2 separate regions of the Rattus norvegicus genome follow, and region 1 is linked to region 2. The links are chromatin contacts, called in public Hi-C maps. All regions are on one chromosome and are shown on one strand. The core of a region is the stretch at or near the end of the contact, and the rest is flanking DNA. Distances in the headings are between cores, read along the strand shown. Region 1 holds the start of Spred1 (sprouty-related, EVH1 domain containing 1). Region 2 overlaps LOC134486426 (a long non-coding RNA gene).

Region 1 (4,250 bases), core at 545-3,044, 160 kb after region 2:
TTTTCATTAAACATTTTTATTTTGAGACAGGGTCTTGCTAAGTTAAGGAAGTTAGCCTTGAACTGGCTGTGTAACCCAGGCAGATCTGGCTGTGTAACCCAGGCAGGCAGACCTTGAACTCACAACCCTTCTATCTCAGCCTCCACATTAGCTGGAATCATAGGCCTGTGACAGTCTGGCCCAGATTGATTTAAACCAGAGTGGGTAAAGCCAGTTAGTGGCAGTACAGTACCTGGAGAACAGACTAGCATCAACACTCTGGGGTTCAGATTCTGCACATCATAAGATCAAGTTCAAAATGGTAGGGGTAGAGATCTCTTCCCAGGCTCCGCTTACTCACTCCTCTTTCCCATCCCCACTTGCTCTAAAGATGAACAATCCTGCAGACGTGGCCGGAAGGCAGTTATATAAAGAAACCTCAGTGATCCAAGGAATGGGTTTTTGGTGCACGGCTGGCTGGGTTGGCGCCCTTATTCCTTCCTCAAACATACATTAGGCACTCTTATGTGCACAGTACTGTTAACACATTAGTGTGTACTCATTCCGAGAGCAGCAATTCTGAAGCTTCCTGGAAACCCGTGGCTGAGGAGTGATGGTTTCCTTAGGAGGCCCTCTCCACTTCTTCCCCTGGAACTGTTCTATCTCTCCTGGTGACTGGAGCGGCAAGCTTCCTTCCCTGGAGGTTAAGTAAACTTGAGAACAAAGTGAAAAGCCTAGCGAAGAACCGCCTGGGGAGACACCACAGCACCTTGGGAGCGCTAGGGAGAGTCAGTCCCCCAGGCCATCTTGTCTTTAGGCGACTTCGTAGATAGAGAAGAGATAATAGAATTTATAGAGCTAGGAGTTCCTAGCCCTCCGGTCACAAAGATCCCAGGCTTCAGCCCTCAACCTTAGAAGGTTCTTGTGCAAAAAAGACCTTTGGGGATGATTGCATACATTGTCCTCTGACAATGCAAACGTGACAGCTGCCTATCCAACAACCGTTCCGCCTCCGTTCACCAAAGTTCGTGCCACACAGGCTTCTCCTGCGCTATAGTTATGCAACCTCGCTCGCAGCGGGAGTTATTTCCTGTGCTGCTGGATGCGCCAGATTCACGTAACCCGCCTACCCCGGGCTTCAATGGAAGCCGTTCTCCATTAACAAGCACTCGAGCTTTCAGAGATGAATGCCCAGCCTTGCATGCTGTTTGCGCAGTGAGAATCGGGCTGCGAGGTATTGAAACCAACTCTTTCTACACACACACACACACACACACACACACACACACACACACACACACACACTACTCCTACCCTTGTGCAAGCAGCAAGGGGACTGCAGCAATGCAACATGAGGGACAGCAGGAGGAGCTCGCTTTGCAGTCCTGGCCTGTAACCCCCACTAAGAGATGAACTCATGCCAGTTCCATTCTTTGCAAGAAAAACACAACACACGCGCGCGCGTGCACGCGGACTGAACAGAACGGAGTGGCCTTCTGATTTCTTTCCCCAGCACACGGTGTGCTTGCCTGCTCGTCCGGGCAACCCGGATATTCCAGGCCGAGTAACGGGGAGTTGCGCGTCGCAACAATGCCAGTCCCGGAGCAGCTCGGCTCACAGCTCCCACCCCCGCCCCCTTTCCGCGGCGTGCCAAGAGTTTGGAGCGCGCGCACGCACACGCGCGCGATGCAGTGCAGCGACATATCCCTCCGCCACCCTCCTCGCCCCGCTCCCGCTGCCCGACGATTTGGGAAGCGAGGGGAGGAGGGAACTACTTTTCTGAAACTTGTTATGCTGCCCACGATCTAGAGCTGCAGTGATTCGACTGCGGGCCGCGGCTTTCAGGTCTCCCCCACCCCTCAGAGGCCCCGCGCCTCCGGCTCGCAGCCGTGCCCCACGTCCTCCCGCCTGCTCCCGCGCGAGCCCCGCCGCCCCAGAAATCGCGAGGGACTACTTCGCCTGCCTCTCCCGCGGGCGCCCCCGGTTCGAGCGGCGGAAGGAGCGGGCGGCGTGAGCGCTTCCGCCGCCCCCCTCGCGGCTCCCCTCTCGCGGGCGTGAGGAGCGGGCAGCGGAGCTGCGCTGGTCTCGGCCCTCCTCACCGCTGCTCGGCACTGTGCCCTCGGGCTCCGACACTCGCCTCGCGCCCTGTCTGCGGCCCCCAGCTGGAGCGCGTCTGAGGGAGCCCCTGAGGGCCGACCAGGCGCGCCGCGCGGGCAGCCGGCGGCCAGGCGGGAGATGGTGCGCGGCACCTCGGGACCGCGCCGCCTCCCGCAGCCAGCGCTCGGCTGCCCCCAGCCGGCTCCCGCCGCCCGCCCGTCGCCGCGCCCCTGAGAGCAGCACCGCCTTAGCCACCGACCGAGTTCCCTCAGCGCCCTCAGTCGCCCGCACCGTCTCGGCTTCGCACCCGACCTCGGCGCGGCGAACCGCTGGGGTCGCCACGGCCGCGCTCGCCGCCGCCGCCCCCCTGCGGGGGTGGCCGGGCTGCCCAGCTCGTAGGGCGCCGCTCCGGGTGAGGCGTCCACCATGGTGAGGCCCCCGAGCCGCTGCCCGCGCGCCCCGCCGGCCGTCGTCGCCCGCTGCCCCTCGGTGCCACCGCTGCCGCTGCTTCCCCGCCTGCTGTTGCTCCTCCATCTCCTGAGCGGATCACGGTGAGGGAAAGATGAGCGAGGAGACGGCGACTTCTGACAACGAGTAAGTGAGCCCTGGTCTGGTTGAGCCGGGTGGGCAGCCCCCTCCCCCAGCCCGTCCCGCCCGGGAGGTGATAGATGCCCGATGTGTCGGACCATTTTCTTTAATGGCAGCACCCCTTTCCATTCGTGCATTTTCGCCTCTCTGCTTGGGGAAGGGTATCGGCTGCAGTGCAGAGGCGGCGTAGCAGTCGGAGGTCTCCGAGACCGAGTAATAATGTGGGTAGCTCAAAGTGGAGTAGAAACTACCCTTTGCCTGCCCTTCACTCCGGCATCACCCCCCCTAAGCCCCCCAACACCTTGAACATCCAGCCACCCTGCCTTTACAGCTATTTCGCTCGGAAACTAATGTGTGGGAGCACCTCCAGCCGCAAACTGCTCTTGAATCCTAATTCGATGACTCAGTGACTCTTAAATACCGACTAAGCCTTCGCCCCCCGCCCCACTTTTTAAACTTATGACCTATACTAGTCTAGTAAAAAGATAGGGTTAGGGAAACATTTTAAGAATTAAATAGGATTAAGGACACCTGGAGTGTGGGTGATGTTGAGCTATTGTGTTTTTACCTTCGCGAGTGTTAAACCGGTCTTCATCAAGAACAGTAATTAAAAATTTTGAATGCTAGCGTTCGGCTTCCTTTTGTGATAAAGCACGATTTACATTGCCGAACGCGTTGGTGACTTCATCTGAGCTTCATCCGTGACTTTTAAGTTTTTGCTTGTTTGGACTGTCTTTAGGTTTTCCAAACGAATCACCGTGCCTTTTAAATATTTTGCTTTAGTGTAGCAGCCTCTTGGAGGAATAATGGTGCTGTAAGTTTCCTGTTGAGAAGAGAGTTAATTTGGGGCCGAATTTTGGCGTCTGTTCTTTTTGTAATTGAATTCAAGTTTTGTTTTTGGAGGACTATGAAGAGTTAAATGAAGACTAGTCCTTAGGATGCATTCCTTTAAATAAAGTGCATTCCTCAAGTCAGACCTTTTGAGTAGGCTTTAAAGGCCAGTGCCGAAGCGTTTACCATAAAATAGCTAGAAAAATGCCGAGCAACATCCCCCCCCCCTTCTGAAAAGCACGAACTGAGTGAGGAGCGGGTGTGGAAGGAGGTGGATTGCTGCAGTCAGTGCAGCCTGAAGCAGAAGTGGCCGCCATGTTCTCTCTTTTTGTGAATCGCCCTCATTTGCATAGCACACTTCATTCATAAAAAAAATAATTAAACATCCATCACCTTGGACAACTTGAAAGGATTTCCTAAGAAAACCACTCGAAGCTGTTTTGTCCTTGTGTAGATATTTGGGCTCAGGAAGTGAGGGGAAATTGAAGTTTTAGATTAAATTTTGGAACATACGCGCACACACAAACAACTACCCCAGTTCTCAGAATGTTGACACAGTTATGTGGGAAATATCAGTTCGGGGAGGTGCTGGGATCACGTGATCGCCTCCATTCATAAAATACCTGGCTGTCCATTCACAGTGCAGTACACTGTCACTGCCTTCCGCAGACTAGACCTATTTTGAGCGAGATCAAGAAGCTTGTCTCAGATAGTGCTGGGCTGGGAGAAAAACTGCGGAAATGCTGAAGGGAATG
Region 2 (4,207 bases), core at 784-3,283:
TTTTACCCCCAGAGACACAGAAAGTATAACTGAGCCCACGTGGCTCCAGTCTGTTACAGTAAAGATGCTGATGATGTTACTAATGGTAATGGTGATAATGGTGATGACAATGACAGTGATGGTGCTGATGATGGTTATAGTGATGGTGGTAACAGTGGTGATGACAGTGATGGTGCTGTTGATAGTTATAGTGACAATGGTGATGGTGGTGATGATAGTGATAGTGTGATGATAGTTATAGGGATGGTGACAGTGATGGTGCTATTGATGGTTATGATGATGATGATGAGAGTGATGGTGCTGATGATGATTATAGTGACAATGGTGATGGTGGTGATGATAGTGATGGTGCTGATGATAGTTATAGTGATGGTGATAGTGATGGTGCTGTGATGGTTATAGTGATGATGATAGTGATGGTGCTTGTGATGGTTATAGTGACAATGGTGATGATGGTGATGATAGTGATGGTGCTTGTGATGGTTATAGTGACAATGGTGATGATGGTGATGATAGTGATGGTGCTGTTGATGGTTATAGTGATGGTGGTGACAATGGTGATGATAGTGATGGTGCTGATGATGGTTATAGTGATGGTGGTGACAATGGTGATGATAGTGATGGTGCTGATGATGGTTATTGTGATGGTGGTGACAATGGTGATGATAGTGATGGTGCTGATGATAGTTATAATGATGGTGATGATAGTGATGGTGCTGTTGATAGTTATAGTGATGGTGATGATAGTGATGGTGCTATTGATGGTTATAGTGACAATGGAGATGGTGGTGATGACAGTGATAGTGCTGATGATGGTTATAGTGATGGTGGTGACAGTGATGGTGCTGATGACGGTTATAGTGACAATGGTGATGGTGCTGATGATGGTGATGGTGCTGATAACGGTTATAGCGATGGTGTTGACAGTGGTAATGATAGTGATGGTGCTGTTGATGGTTATAGTGATGATGATAATAGTGATAGTGCTCGTGATGGTGATGACAGTGGTAGTGATGATAGCAATATGGCACTGATGGTGACAAGTTATGATGCTGATAACTTTAAACATATCAATGTCATCTTTGATGAATATAAAAAGCCAGAGAGCCCCTAAGTGCTAGTGGAATGGGGAACACTCCAGGAGGAGGAGGAAAGGTATACAGAATTAAGGAGGAGGTCAGTGGCTTAGTCCTCTTCATCCCTGACCTCTCTTTTTGTCTCCAGAAACAAGATAGCCAACTCTACTTGCCTTTTAGATTTTGATTTAGTCTTTGTTATTACTTTTGCAGTGTGAGCATGGTGCTCTGTCAATTAATTCTTCCTCCACATGGGCACTGAGAACAAATGGAAACAAGTCTCCCCCTAGCAAAAATGTTGGCAGCGCATTAAACAGGCCCCTCTGACTCTCCTTTTCTATTTTTATTGTTTGGGGTTTTTGGTGGTAGTGAATGCTGGGCCCATCTCAAGTCTCCCTTAGCTCCCTCCAATCAATGCGCATCCATCCCCAGAGGCCCCAGAGCCTCTGAGAAGCAAGTAGCAAATGGAATGAAAGGCAACAAATGATCCGCAGCCCCAGAGCTTTGTTTCCAGAAGCATCTGGTGGACACTTCCAGATCTCTGAGTCTGGAAATGACAGGAAGCAGTAAAGGCAGCTATGTGGCTCAGAAAAAAAAAAGGGGGGAGGTACAGACTTGAATGTCTTGCCATTATTAAATTTCCCAGTAAACCAGAGTCTTCAAAGTTTGCCAGATTTTTGCCTAACCTCATCCACATTTAAATGTCTTCGGAAAACCAGGAAGAGCATTTAGAGGGGAGACTCATTCATGTTTGGACTCGGGCAGACTTAGGAACCTTTGATAACACTATCCTTACCCTGCCTGGCCACACCACCAAGCCGTCAGCAAGAACTCCCTCAATGGGCACAAGATTTCCCCTGGAATTTACAGAGCAGAAACCTTAAACACATATCAGCAGAAGAACCAGATTACATAATGTCTCCATCACCCTCCTGACAGCTACAATTATGAGTCAATTCTGGTTTAAATATGAAACCGGAAGCTCCGCATTTCCCCTCTGACGATGTGGCAGGCTAAGTTAGAGCTCTCCAGGCCTGTCAGTTTGGAGATCTGAGCCGCTTCCATAGTCACTAATCTAGCAAGAGACCAAATGACCGGGTAATTAAAAGCAGCACTGCAGAGAGCCCTGCTCTGCGCCAGATGTTCTCCTTGCTCAGCCATTACCCACAGAAGGAACAGAAATACACCCCGCCCCCAGCCTGGCCCTTTAAATTCTCCTTTTCTTTATCCTTTCCAGCTAATTTCCGGCTTCTGATCTTTCAATCCCACAAAATAAAGTAAAAATAAAAGCCCCATTACGGAAAGATGGCATGTTATTGAACACATGACTGTAAGTTGTAATGCTCTCTGTAGTCTCCTCTTTGTACGTCTTAAAGCATTCCAGCGCCTGAGACGTTACGTTACCCTGGCAACCTCACATGACTAAGGACTCCAGAGAGCCCCACCTAGCTGCAGGGACTCATTTAAGTCAACAAGGACCACCCCTACACTTAGTAGCCCAGAGACTGAGTAAATAGCACTGCTGGTGGGGGAGTGGGGTTTATTTTAGGGACCAAAGACTGTTTAATGAGGTAGCCCCTCCCTTTTTTTGTTTTCTTTCTTTCGTTCGTTCTTTCTTTCTTTTTTTAAACCCCAAACACAAGACAAATAAAACTCCCCATCCTACCCTTTAGAGAAGCCTCATTAAGGTCGCGGGTCAGCTGGAAAATAGAAGAGAGGTCTTCTGGGCATTTTTCTAGCTAATGGACCAATTACAAGGCTCAAAAAAAAAAAAAAAAAGCCAATAATTCATTCCTGCAAAAATGAAAAGGAAAAAAATGGCAAAGTGTAACAGAACTTCTGTGAGCTTATCAGATTGGAAAAGGCAGTTTGTGTCTGTCTCCCTAACTTCACTGAAGGCTGCCCTGACTTTAGAACCTCAGATGCCTGCCTAAAGGATCTTTCAGGGACAGAGACTGGAGAAGCAATCCTGATTCTAATTAGTGGCCATAAATACATTGTTTAACCTTTTTAGAGTAATGGAAACAGAGTTTCTGAGTGCCCGTGGGCTGGCCTCAAACTCATTGTGTAGCTAAGGATAACCCTTGAATTCTTGACGTATTTCCCAAGTGCTAAGATTGCTGGTGTGTACCAGCTTTCGACTTTCAACTATAGCGATCTCCTCTGGATTGTTAGCATTTGCTAAGACCGCGCTGCCTGCTCATGACCAAGCTGAAGGACAGAAAGCAGCAGGATGATTTGGAGAGCATTCACCAGGTCTGTGTGAAGGGCACTGTTCTCATGCTAGTGTGTGGCCTGTGCTCTAGCCCAGGTAGGGCCTGGCCTGTGGGGAGCTTTACGCTGTGCTGGTTGAGTCTACGAGGTTAAAGAGAATGAATCAAATCAGGAGAGGATCTTAGCTGTCAGAGAGGATGTCCTTACAAAGGCAAAATGCAGACTAGAATGACAGTTAAATGAAACCCCAGGATAAGAAGGGAAATTATTGTGCACAGCCCCATACTAGTGGTCAAGCTATACCCTAAATACGGAAACACCGAGGCACCATTCTTTTTTTTTTTTTTTTTTTCCGGAGCTGGGGACCGAACCCAGGGCCTTGCTAGGGCCTTGCTCTTGCTAGGCAAGCGCTCTACCACTGAGCTAAATCCCCAACCCCCATTCTTAAAGTAGATTACCCATTGCTTGATCTGTGTGTATGTGGAAACAGTGAGGGTGGGGTAGGGGGAGGAGCCTGCATTTCTTACCGTGCTACTTGAGCAGGAAGTTTGTCCTGGAGATGCCGGGAATGATGCTTGAGGTAGGGCCTCCTCCTCTTCCATCCCATGTTCATTTGCTTCCTGACTTATGGTGTGTGTGTACAAAAAAAAGAAAGAAAGAAAAAAAAAGAAAAGAAAAGAAAAGAAAAAAAGTCATATATTTCAAGCCTCAGAGAAAAAAATAACCAAACAGAAGTATAAGCCAAGCCCCAGGTAGCAATCACCATGGAGACAAGCATATAAGCAGCAGTGATGCTTACCATGCATAACCATTACTTTGACTGACCATCCTGTCTCCATGGCATGCTTAAAGAATGAACGACGGACGGGGTATACTCCTTACTGACGTAAAACATGATTCACGGTAGCCAGAGCTAA

Evidence for each region. Hi-C and Micro-C count contacts between places; a contact is called where the count stands out from the background.
Region 1: a contact with region 2 is called in a Hi-C map of the A7r5 cell line, with 2.2 times the contacts expected there. The contact joins the promoter of Spred1 here to the enhancer-like site in region 2. A contact is called at or near these places in 7 of 12 Hi-C or Micro-C datasets (the A7r5 cell line, the Rat2 cell line, Schwann cells and 4 more) and 1 of 1 datasets of contacts at active chromatin or transcription factors (oligodendrocytes).

What each region holds. Positions count from the first base shown.
Region 1 is chr3:124,435,436-124,439,685 of GRCr8, forward strand. It overlaps Spred1 (sprouty-related, EVH1 domain containing 1), which reads left to right and starts at 1,795. Exons shown (of 7, transcript NM_001047089.2): 1 at 1,795-2,670. The coding sequence starts at 2,639.
Region 2 is chr3:124,277,413-124,281,619 of GRCr8, forward strand. LOC134486426 (a long non-coding RNA gene) reads right to left here. Exons shown (of 3, transcript XR_010065341.1): 1 at 4,090-4,207; 2 at 3,818-3,910. Among named protein-coding and RNA genes, the nearest start is that of Tmco5a, 93 kb to the left of the region's middle. Within about 2 kb of position 2,034, at least 54 of the 93 cell types and tissues checked have an H3K27ac peak or open chromatin away from gene starts, as enhancers often do. A contact at or near this core is called in the A7r5 cell line, where this site is marked.